2 separate regions of the Mus musculus genome follow, and region 1 is linked to region 2. Evidence: chromatin contacts called from public promoter capture Hi-C data. All regions are on one chromosome and are shown on one strand. The core of a region is the stretch at or near the end of the contact, and the rest is flanking DNA. Distances in the headings are between cores, read along the strand shown.

Evidence for each region. Promoter capture Hi-C pulls out the DNA fragments that hold promoters and counts their contacts.
Region 1: a contact with region 2 is called in a promoter capture Hi-C map of embryonic stem cells. The contact joins the enhancer-like site here to the promoter of Madd in region 2. A contact is called at or near these places in 11 of 39 promoter capture datasets (the 3T3-L1 cell line, cranial neural crest, embryonic stem cells and 5 more), 1 of 484 Hi-C or Micro-C datasets (nephron progenitors), 2 of 115 datasets of contacts at active chromatin or transcription factors (memory CD8 T cells and pancreatic cancer cells) and 2 of 9 other capture datasets (liver and pancreatic islet).

What each region holds. Positions count from the first base shown.
Region 1 is chr2:91,436,440-91,441,584 of GRCm38.p6, forward strand. The region is part of intron 1 of 1110051M20Rik (RIKEN cDNA 1110051M20 gene); the gene reads right to left. Among named protein-coding and RNA genes, the nearest start is that of 1110051M20Rik, 5.7 kb to the right of the region's middle. Within about 2 kb of position 2,977, at least 16 of the 459 cell types and tissues checked have an H3K27ac peak or open chromatin away from gene starts, as enhancers often do. A contact at or near this core is called in embryonic stem cells, where this site is marked.
Region 2 is chr2:91,177,217-91,182,278 of GRCm38.p6, forward strand. It overlaps Madd (MAP-kinase activating death domain), which reads right to left and starts at 2,105. Exons shown (of 35, transcript NM_001177720.1): 1 at 1,963-2,105; 2 at 684-1,280. The coding sequence starts at 2,021.

The DNA of each region.
Region 1 (5,145 bases), core at 1,727-4,226, 260 kb after region 2:
TCTGCATAACGGCCAAGTACTCACTTTATCTATAAGGTAATCATGTCTAACCAGCAGGTCTGATGATTGATAGACTATTACAAATAACAATTTGGGCCCCATTCAATGGTTTACTGGAGAGCCTTATCTTAACTCATCTTCTCTGCTTTGTGAGGTAGCCCTTACTGACTCCATTTGTTGGAGGAAATTTGATCTAGGAAAATAATAACATAAATTTTTGTTATGAACCATCATCATCTTTCTAAAGACCTCCCCATGACTACTTCCTCAGTCTTTTCACACTCCTTCCTGTGAGGCAGGTGCCAGTATTCCTCCTGTCATTTTCCTAGGTAACAGTCTACAGCTCAAAGAGCATAGGAATGTATTCACTGGATAAAGCCGTATTTTCTACATTAGCTACAACATACTGCGAGTCTGAACTGTGTATAACCCAAGGGCACTGAACTTCTAGTTTTCTCTATGGCCAACTCTCAACACATCGCATTCCCTATGACTAGGGCTGTGCGTGGTATTTAAGCCCATGCACCACTGTTTATAAAGAGTAGCGTTATAATTGTTCTAACTTTGTCTCTTGAAGTTTCGTCTGGCTACTCAGAAGCTGAATTATTTTTGTGTCCTGTCTGTGCACTAGCCTTGTAAATGCTGTCGTCGGGAATATTCAAGCAGTCTCTAAGACAAAGCTGCAGGGCTAATAAAAGCAATTCACTTGCGGGAGAGTGTATTTCTTCTTTCCTTTTTCTTTTTTTCTTTTAAGAAGCTAACACACAAAGATGACTCATTAAGCCCCAAAGAGGTGACTATGGCATGTAAGGGCTCCTTATGCAGCCTTCCACAAAGAGACCTGAGTGGCAGCATACGGCCTCCTCTTCTCTGCATTTTTCTCCAGGCAGAATGTGCATTTGTGTGGCTACATACACAATTATAATCTCCTCTGAAAGGCAAGTCCTTCCATATGACAGGCTGAACAGTGGCCTGAGTGCTAGCTTCATGTTGTCCGTGCAGTTAACACACTGAAATACCAGACACATTTAATCTCTCCTTTTTGGAAATCTAAGATTAGACACAAGGGCAAAGCTGGGAAGAGCTCCACACAGAGAAAAAGAGGCCAGCCCAAGTGCCCAGACTCACTTTCTCATGGGCCCAACTTCTTTGTGTTGTTGTCTGCTTATTTGTCAATTTGCAGGACTTTGGGGCATGAGAACCATGGAGCCCAGTGGTTCTGGCAGCAGCCTCTCCATTTGACAAGCGAAGCCAAAGACATGTGGCCTTTGGTACATTTCACATTCAAAAATGTTATTGTTTCAAACATGCCTATTTTAAAATATATAATTTTCCCATTTAGAGCACGTTGTATGTAAGTTGGCCACTGGAGGAATTCTGCCACAGGATTTTTTTTTCCTGAGGCAATGGGGAACAGAACGCCAAACACTTGGGAGGTGGAGGTAGAAGGACCAACCATGGATCCAGTGCAGGGCCACCAAAGGGCACCTTCCAAAAACACAAACCAACGATGTGACACAGGTCTGTCTCTCCCTGGCAGACGTCTGTTTACCGGAGCCTAAAGAGTTGTCCAGGTGAGAGAAACCTGAGATTAATTAACACCTGGTGACATCCTGAGGCACAAACAAATTTGTTTTCGATTACGGGAGCCGAATCTGTGTTATCACAATCATCTGTAATCTCAGGGCCAGAACATAGCTTTAATAAGACCTTGAGCTACACAACTGGACGGCCAGAAAAAGGCTCCTACTCTCTCCAAAGAACAGAGCTTCTAAAAGCTAATTTTCCTTCTTTCTTGAAAGAAAAAGAAAGGTCCTGGAGAAGTGCCTCTTTAAGCAATATTTACTTTTAGTGGGCTCCTGCTAATCAAACAAAAGATATTAAAAAAGGTTTTATGAAAAATATATTTGGTGATTTCACAGTAATTGCTTTGTTTAAAGAAAGATGCTTAAGAAAAACATATTTAATGGGATCAGTAATTGGATAAATTCTGATGTGTTTGGGAAAATCCCTCCTCTCTTTGATAAATCATTAAAATTCTGTTCAGATAAATGTGTTTTGACTTGCAATTCCAATCATAGAATGAGCTATTTCCTAACGCTGCTAGGGAAGTGGAACAAGGGTGACCCCAGAGCCAGAAGGAGGACCCAGGATTACTTGACAAGGGTAAGTCTCCTGTCAATCAAAGCCCAGCACTCAGTACTCTCATGGACATGCCCCAAAACTGTGCAAAACTTCTTTCCTTCTTAAAACATCAGCTTTAAAATACTGATTAAATCTTACTGTTGGGTAACCAAGATGTAGAAACTTATCAACCAAGAAACGAAGCTTAGGATAATCAGACTTTAAAGCCAAAAGCATCCAGGGCAGATTTTAATCACTTGTCCCCTTTTTTCCATCCATCAAAAAGGGGTGGGGACACGGTGTCTCTTCACTTGGTGGGAGTTCAGTAACTGTTTGTTAAACTACATTCCTTTCTCCCATTTATTTTTAAATGTATTCTGCTGCTTAGAGAAAACCATTCATTCAGCAACTGAGTACTTCACTTGGCCAACCACCATACTAAAGCTAGAGATACCGAGACAAGCCCGCCTCACTGCTTACATTCTAATCAAAAATAGACATTCTCCAAGGAGCCACAAGGGAAACCAAGGTCACTGTGATGAGGACAGAAGAGAGACTCATGAATGTCTCTTCTCAAACACCAGTTACCTACTCCACTTCCCTAAGCAGATGCTGTATGTAAGAAAAAAAAATGGCTGCCAACTTTTGGACAGAACTTGAAAGACTTTATTATTACTTGAATATATAAATGATAAACAAGGTCAAAACTTTTTAAAAAACTCTGTTTGGAACAACAATGAAATCACTCTGCAACTTATTTTGGAGAAATGGAAGTGACCAAGGGTCAGAAACCACAAGCCTTGGAATTCATCCACTCCTCCCACTCCCCAACAATAAGCTTACAGAGCTTGCAGAGTCCTGGGAAAGGTGGGAAAGAGGCGTGGGCTGGACTTCCAGGAACCACTTCCAAGGGCACATTCCTGAACTACCCCACCAAGGCAACGGCCTGCTGCCCCAAGGGAACGGCCTGCTGCCCCAAGGGAACGGCCTGCTGCCCCTTCCGTGACTGAGAAGCTGCTAACCAAATCGGGGGAGAGCCAAGAGGGCCGCCGGCTCCAGCTCTCCAACACACACTAATTTCTCTCACTCGATGTTGCGGTCATTCAAGATTATGTTCCACCTTAGCTTTCCTTTAGACGACCAGGAAAGGAAGAGCAGTGAGAGGGAGGGAGGTGACTGAACAGCTCTGTAGCTGTTCTAAAGTGACTTGTTTTATATTAATCTGGTTTCCTAAGATTTACAGTCAGTGTAGCACCTATCATTTATTTCATTCCTTTTCTCAAACAACCTGAATACTAAGTTCTGAAGATGATATCAGCTAATTAAGTGCTAATGTTCTGTAGTATAGCTCTGGGTTTGAAAGGCTCACTAATTTACATTTGAAACAAAATAAATTTACCAAGAGTCCTCCAATAGCAAAAACTAACGCTGTGTTTGGCAGTCATACAAGTATCTCATGTTATGGCATCAACAAATACAAAAAGAAGAAAAAAAAAAGTCCAGAATTGCTTAGAAGTCTTGAGGTTGAATGACTTCTATGTCAGAACCTTTGCCAAGACTCAGAGAGACTGCATAGGCTTTACAGCTGGAAAGGGCTGTGTCAGTGACTGGGACATTGCCTTAGTTCAGGTCCTCCAAGAAGCAGACACCAAAACAGAGCCAGGGAAATATTAAATGAAACCTTTGGAGTCAACTGAACTCACTCCAAGGATCCTTGTTGTATGAGGCTATGCAATAATAGAGGACCCCATCTTTTAGGGTCACTGAGTGTATTTATAGCAGAGTTTAACCATGTACACAGAAATTAGATTGCTCATTTATATCCCACTTCCAAAATTTACTAACTAGCCATCTGATATCTGTGTATGTGTGTTCACCCAGGATCCACTTGGTGAAAGGAGTAAACTGAGTCCCGTAAGCTGGCCTCTGACCCCACATGTGCACACTGGCACACCTACACGTCCACCCACCTCCTTCACAGACACATGAAAAAAATTAACAAAAAAATTTAATGACAGATTTTTAAAATGCTACTATTTATTGTAATTCTTCTAAATGCATAGACCTCAAAGGAAACATATAACCTCTGATTGCTGATTTCTATAGGTGACTATTATGCCACCCCATTACCAACCTCAGCTGGTAAGCAGCTTCTACAGAGCAGAAGAGCCAACCTGAAGCACAAGTGAAAGCACGCATGTCCACAGATTAGATGGAATAAGAAGGAAACCTCACACACTCGCACTCGGGTCAGCAAGTAGGTGGTTGTGTAAGTCTAGGTCCAGATCAGGCTCCCTTCATCTCGAGAGTTCTCCACACCCAACAGATACACAGACACACCTCAGCAGCTGGCATGGGCCTCTAACAAGTAGCTTTCACATGGCTGGAAATGTCTCACAGGTCTACACAGACGTTTCTATCCTTCTTAATCTCCTTACCAGGCTCTGCCTTCAACCTGGATGTCAAGACCATTTCTGTTGCTACACTGGACTGCCAGTGTGGATGTCTTCTTTTCTGATGATCTTAAGCCTAAGCCAGGCCAGGACTATAGGTTCCAAATTCATCAAGTCAATGTGGAAAAGAATTCAGTTCATCCACTATGATGGAAGGTTGTTTTCTTCAGAAATAGTCAAAAACTCAAATGGAATCCTTAGATAGCAGGTAGAAAAATGCCTAGAGGCAATCATTATAGGTGTCCCTGGAACCTATACCCAAACCCTAAAGAGAGGTTCTAAACGGACTTCAGAGGAGTACTCAGCTGTAGCTTTGGTGTTTGTTTTGGTTTGTTTTGGTTTGGTTTTTTGGTGTGTGTGTAAGTGTGTGTGTGTGTGTGTGTGTGTGAATGCATACCACATGGACTTTCCTGTCTATAATATTTTGTTGTCTATTTTTTTCTAGGCCTATAAATCCAAGTGAAGTTATAAATTGTAAAAGTTAATCAAAGTGAATTAAGAAAGATAAACAGGTTTTGAAATCTTAAATCAGGCAGTATGGTCTAATGTATACAGAATGGCTTTTAAA
Region 2 (5,062 bases), core at 855-3,354:
TGGGACCAGAGGGGATATATGATGACAAAAACAGATGTAGAAGGTGTATGTGATGGAACCCAACGCCATGTCCACATCAAACTCCTCAGCATTTCAGAAATACAGCTACAGTGCGAGGTCCAAGCTCAGCAATTTTACATTGGTAGTAAATAGTTTAAACAGTCCTAAAGGAGCTGAAGAGGAAATTTCTCTTCCTTCCTTCCTTCCTTCCTTCCTTCCTTCCTTCCTTCCTTCCTCCCTCCCTCCCTCTCTCTCTCTCTTTCTCCCTCCCTCCCTCCCTCCCTCCCTCCCTCCCTTCCTTCCTTCCTTCCTTCCTTCCTTCCTTCCTTTCTTTCTTCCTTCCTTCCTTTCCTTCCTCCCTCCCTCTCTCCCTCTCTCTCTTTCTTTCTTTCTTTCTCCCTCCTTTCCTTCCTTCCTTCCTTTTTTTTTTTTAAAGATTTATTTTATATCTGTGAGTTATTTTATATATACTATCACTGTCTTCAGACACACCAGAAGAGGGCATCCGACCCCATTACAGAATGTTGTGAGCCACCATGTAATTGCTGGGAATTGAACTGGGGACCTCTGGAAGAGCGGTCAGTGCTCTTACCACCTCTCCAGCCCTAGAGGAAATTTCTTTTCCTCTCACGAAGTAATATCAATCTCTTAATGTTCTCCCAAGCACAAGCAGCAAACCGTACCTTTGTACACCTCGAGGGATGCCCAGTTTCTTGCCTAGCAGCCGTTCACTACAGCAGTCTACCAAACGTTTGAGAGTATACAGACACTCTCTGAAGGTAGAGAAGAAAGGGTAGTGGCTAAGCACACACAGGGATGTCAGGGTACTGTTGCGGGAGCGGCTGCCCGCTTTTGCCCTACGTTTGCCCCGAGGAGACTGGTTTACGTCAGGAGTGGAGTCAGCACTAGGCGGCTGCAAGGTTGAGCCACTCTCTGAGCTCCCAGCGGCAGCCTCTTCTGAGGCACCAGAGGTGTGAGCGCCTTCCTTCCCACGGGGTCCTGCTCCGCCTTCCACCTTTTCCTTTGGCATTCGCTTTTGGAAGGAACGGTAGAAGTTGACACAGATGCCATAGCGGGTGACTCCGGTGTCCTTATCGGTTAGGGTGAAGACAAAAGAGGTATCGTCCCGAAGGCTCATCCGCCGCTGCCGCACACTCAGACATCCTTCTGGCTGGCAGAAGAACACCACATCTGGGGGCAGGGGGAACTCTGGGTGATCCTCTAGTGGGTACCTCCGCAGCAGCTCAGGAGTCTGAGCCACACTGTCACTGCTTGGGTGCCTGAAGGACATAAAGGCACACTCAGCAACCCAACAGCATGGAACATGCTATCACACTTGAACCACAATCAACAGATGAAGCTCAAAGGCACTTTAGGAAAGAGTTTAACTGACAGACTGAAGTCCACACTGTCATGAAGACACTATCCTGAAAGTTTCAACAAGAAAATCATCACTAGCACCTCAAGATGATCAGCACCTTAGCTAAAAGATTACCTTAGGAATCTAGGTAGACAGAGAAGTACAGAGTGCTTTCCCCTTTTGACAGACTATGAAAACGGGCTATAAAGAATATATTTGCTCGAAACCCATAAAGTATGAGTTAAAATAACAGCATTTGTTTGTTTATTTATTTATTTATTTTGGTTTTTCAAGACAGGGTTTCTCTGTGTAGCCCTGGCTGTCCTGGAACTCACTCTTTAGACCAGGCTGGCCTCAAACTCAGAAATCTGCCTGCCTCTGCCTCCTGAGTGCTGGGATTAAAGGCGTGAGCCACCACGCCCGGCAGCATGTATTTATTTATGAGAGATAGCATACATAAAGTGGAACACAAAACATGTAACAAGAACATAAAGCAATAGGACAGAATAAGATATTCAAAGCAACATGGAAATAAGGTCTGGGAGTAACAAGACATTGTGGCTGCCACAGAGAACAAGACAGTTATTGGTCTTCTTGGTTACCTCGCCCCTACGATCACGAGATAGTCAAGTAACCGAGGGCAGAACTTCTTTTGCACCATGGTTCCGATTTGTCAGTTCATTGCAGAGAAACTTCAGGGCACTGAGCAAGAAGCCAGCATTCCCAGGAGGAATTCTGATATAATCTGAAAATCCAATAGGGGGAAAAGTACTGATAAATACCCAGTGCTACGCCTAAGGGACTCACCCTTCTCAGGTTCATCTCAGCAAGGGGCGGAGGTCAGAGGCTTCCACTTCTGAACTCACGATAGAATCTGACGCTTGCTTTCCCTGCTGGCTGTCCACGTTTATGAGCTTCCAGAGTCAAATTTCAAACGGAATAGGGTTGAGGCTATCGCTTAGTGATCAAGGACTTATCTAGAATGGATGGGGCCCTAGTTCCAATCCTCAGCACCCAAAAAGGAGACGAGGAGCTGAAAAAATAACAGCTCAGACTATAGCTAGCTCATCTCCAGCCGAGTTTCTGAGACTCTGTTTCAGTCTAATCTAGAGTGAAGAATTATAACAACAACAAAAAATTACTTTCAGGGCTACTCCGGGGCGGGGGGGGGGGGAATCAAGATAAAAGCAGATTCTTTATACAGCACTAACCTGGGCTTTTACGTCTACATGGAAACTTGATTATTCTGTCTCATTGAGTAGCATTCAGCCTGATGGGTAACTATCACACAGACTTTCCAGTTAATTGCACTCAGACAGTAACAACAGCTGCATACTGTTCATGTGATCTCACATGGAAAAGTCCATGTCCCAACTGTCTCATCTCTAACCAGTTTTCCCACTTCAAGATAGAAAGGGGGCCAAGCAGCTACTGCTGCCTCCTCTGCCCTTGGTGCTGAACCACAGCTCTCGACTATTCGGGTCTCTGGATCAGAGTCAGTAATACAATGCATTCCCAGGAGGCCTGGTCTTTCTCTATCTTGTAGGGATTGTGAATTAGGGACGGAAAATACCAGGGTTTCTACAAATTTAGGGGAAGTGTCTAAAGGAATTTCTAAATGTATTCGAAATCAATTATTTCCTGGGGGCCAGAGAAATGGCCCAGCAGTTACAAGCACTCATGACTCTTCCAGAAAGCCTAGGTTCAGCTCTGAATACTGGCACTGGGTGGCTCATCACGGCCTGTGATGCTAGTTCCCGGTAAACTGTGGCTCTTCTCAGTGCTACACTGACAGAGTGCACACATGCATGCTCAGGCACACGCGTGCATAAAAGAAACAATTATATCTTTCACACTTGATCTTAGCCAAAAGGCTGCGAGGCGATAACAATTATACTTTCCAAAGAATCTATATTTTTATTAGATTTTCATAGACTTCTAAATAAAATGTTTCACTCCTGTATAGGGCATTTCCAGGGCTCCAAGATTTTGCTTCTATGGCCTGAGACTTTGTTCACTGTACACACACATGCACACACACACACACACACACACACCACACACGTAAACATGCACTTCATTTGACTCCCATACTACAGACATAGATAGTGCCTGTGTTGTGGGTACTACTTGCTTTAGATAATTAGTTCTTTTATTTTGTTTCCTCCTCGACCCACAAACAAGACCTAGTTACAGTACCTCTGGTGTCCTTAAAACACAGTTCCCTCTTTCCCCCTTGCTCCCAATAGAGGACCCATAGGTAATAGGATTCAGTTTTGTCTCCATAGCGACTCTGGCTCCCAGAACTATTTATAGCAGAGTCATAGCCCCTCCCCTGCTTGGTGACCAAACCATGCTAGCAGCTGCTACTCCAAACCCAGCCATGGCCTATAGCATCTCATTCCCCCTAGCCCTGGAGATGCTGATTCCAAAGACAGCACCTACTAAGAATCAGGTTATCTCCGCTTCTGTCCGTGTTTTTTTTTTTTTTTTTAATCCCACGTTCAGCTTTTAATAGAAATAGTTCTTCACCATCAAGTTCCTGAGCATGCCACACATTCAGTCATTTCTGGGGTTCATCACTCTTAATAATCCTAAACAATCCTCTTGTTCTCCCAACTACATGAACATATTGCATGAACATATTGCAAAAGTGGAGCTCCCTTATAGAGCTGGGCTCCCTTCCTCCTAAGAGAAATGAAGCTATGAAATAGGACACAGGCAAAAGCCATACTGGGTTCTATACGGACATATCTACCTATAAGCAAGCCAGATTCACCTCTGTATTAAAGCACCTTACCATAAAACAGAATTTGTAGGACCAGAGGCTGGATCTTTAAAACAGGTTTACATTGAAAACCAGAAGCATCATCCTGACTAAAATCTCAGAGAGACAGAGACAGAGAGAGAGAGATTGAGAGAGAGAGAGAGAGAGAGAGGGGGGGGGTTGAGAGAGAGAGGTTGAGAGAGGGGAGCTGAAGCTTTCTCTTAATAGTAAATTAATTATAGGGACCTCTCTAGTGTTAGCGAGATGAAGCCCCTCTCCAAATTCAAGTCAATTGCCATATTCTACAGTTCTCCTTTCAGAGCTGCAAGAACCCGAGACCTTGGGACTATCCTAGCTAGCAGTGGCAGAATGTATTTTTAGGCTCAATTCGTATCCCATCAATAGCCAGTGACTTCAGATACTCAGGCGACAAAGATAATCACCACTGTCCTTCTCTGCCTTCCCCACAGACTCTAAATCCTCTACCACCACCTCTAACTCATTCAGTCTTCACAACCAAGAGGGCCCAGACTCTACCTCCTGCCTCAATCTTATTTACTAATGTAAAGCCCCGAGCTCTTGTCCCATCGTAGTCCAAATCTCTAAATGCACACCTTTCTGCTATAATCCTACATCACCACTCACGTCTAGAGACCACGGACTTTTAGGTAATCTCTGCATTTTCAGCCTACAATGGCCATACTACCAACCCTGTGGATTCCGCCCCTCATTTGGGGCAGGATCTCATAGTAAAAACCACAAGAACCCGACCCAAGGACGGTATGACATCTTTGCTGACGTGAGCACAACCGGAGGCTTCCTCTCCTTCCTCCTCCTCCCCAGACAGTGACCTTGCAAGCTCATCAGCAGACTGGTCCAGCATGGGGGAAGAACTGGAGCAATGAAGCCAGCGATGGTCAGGACTGGGGAAGGAG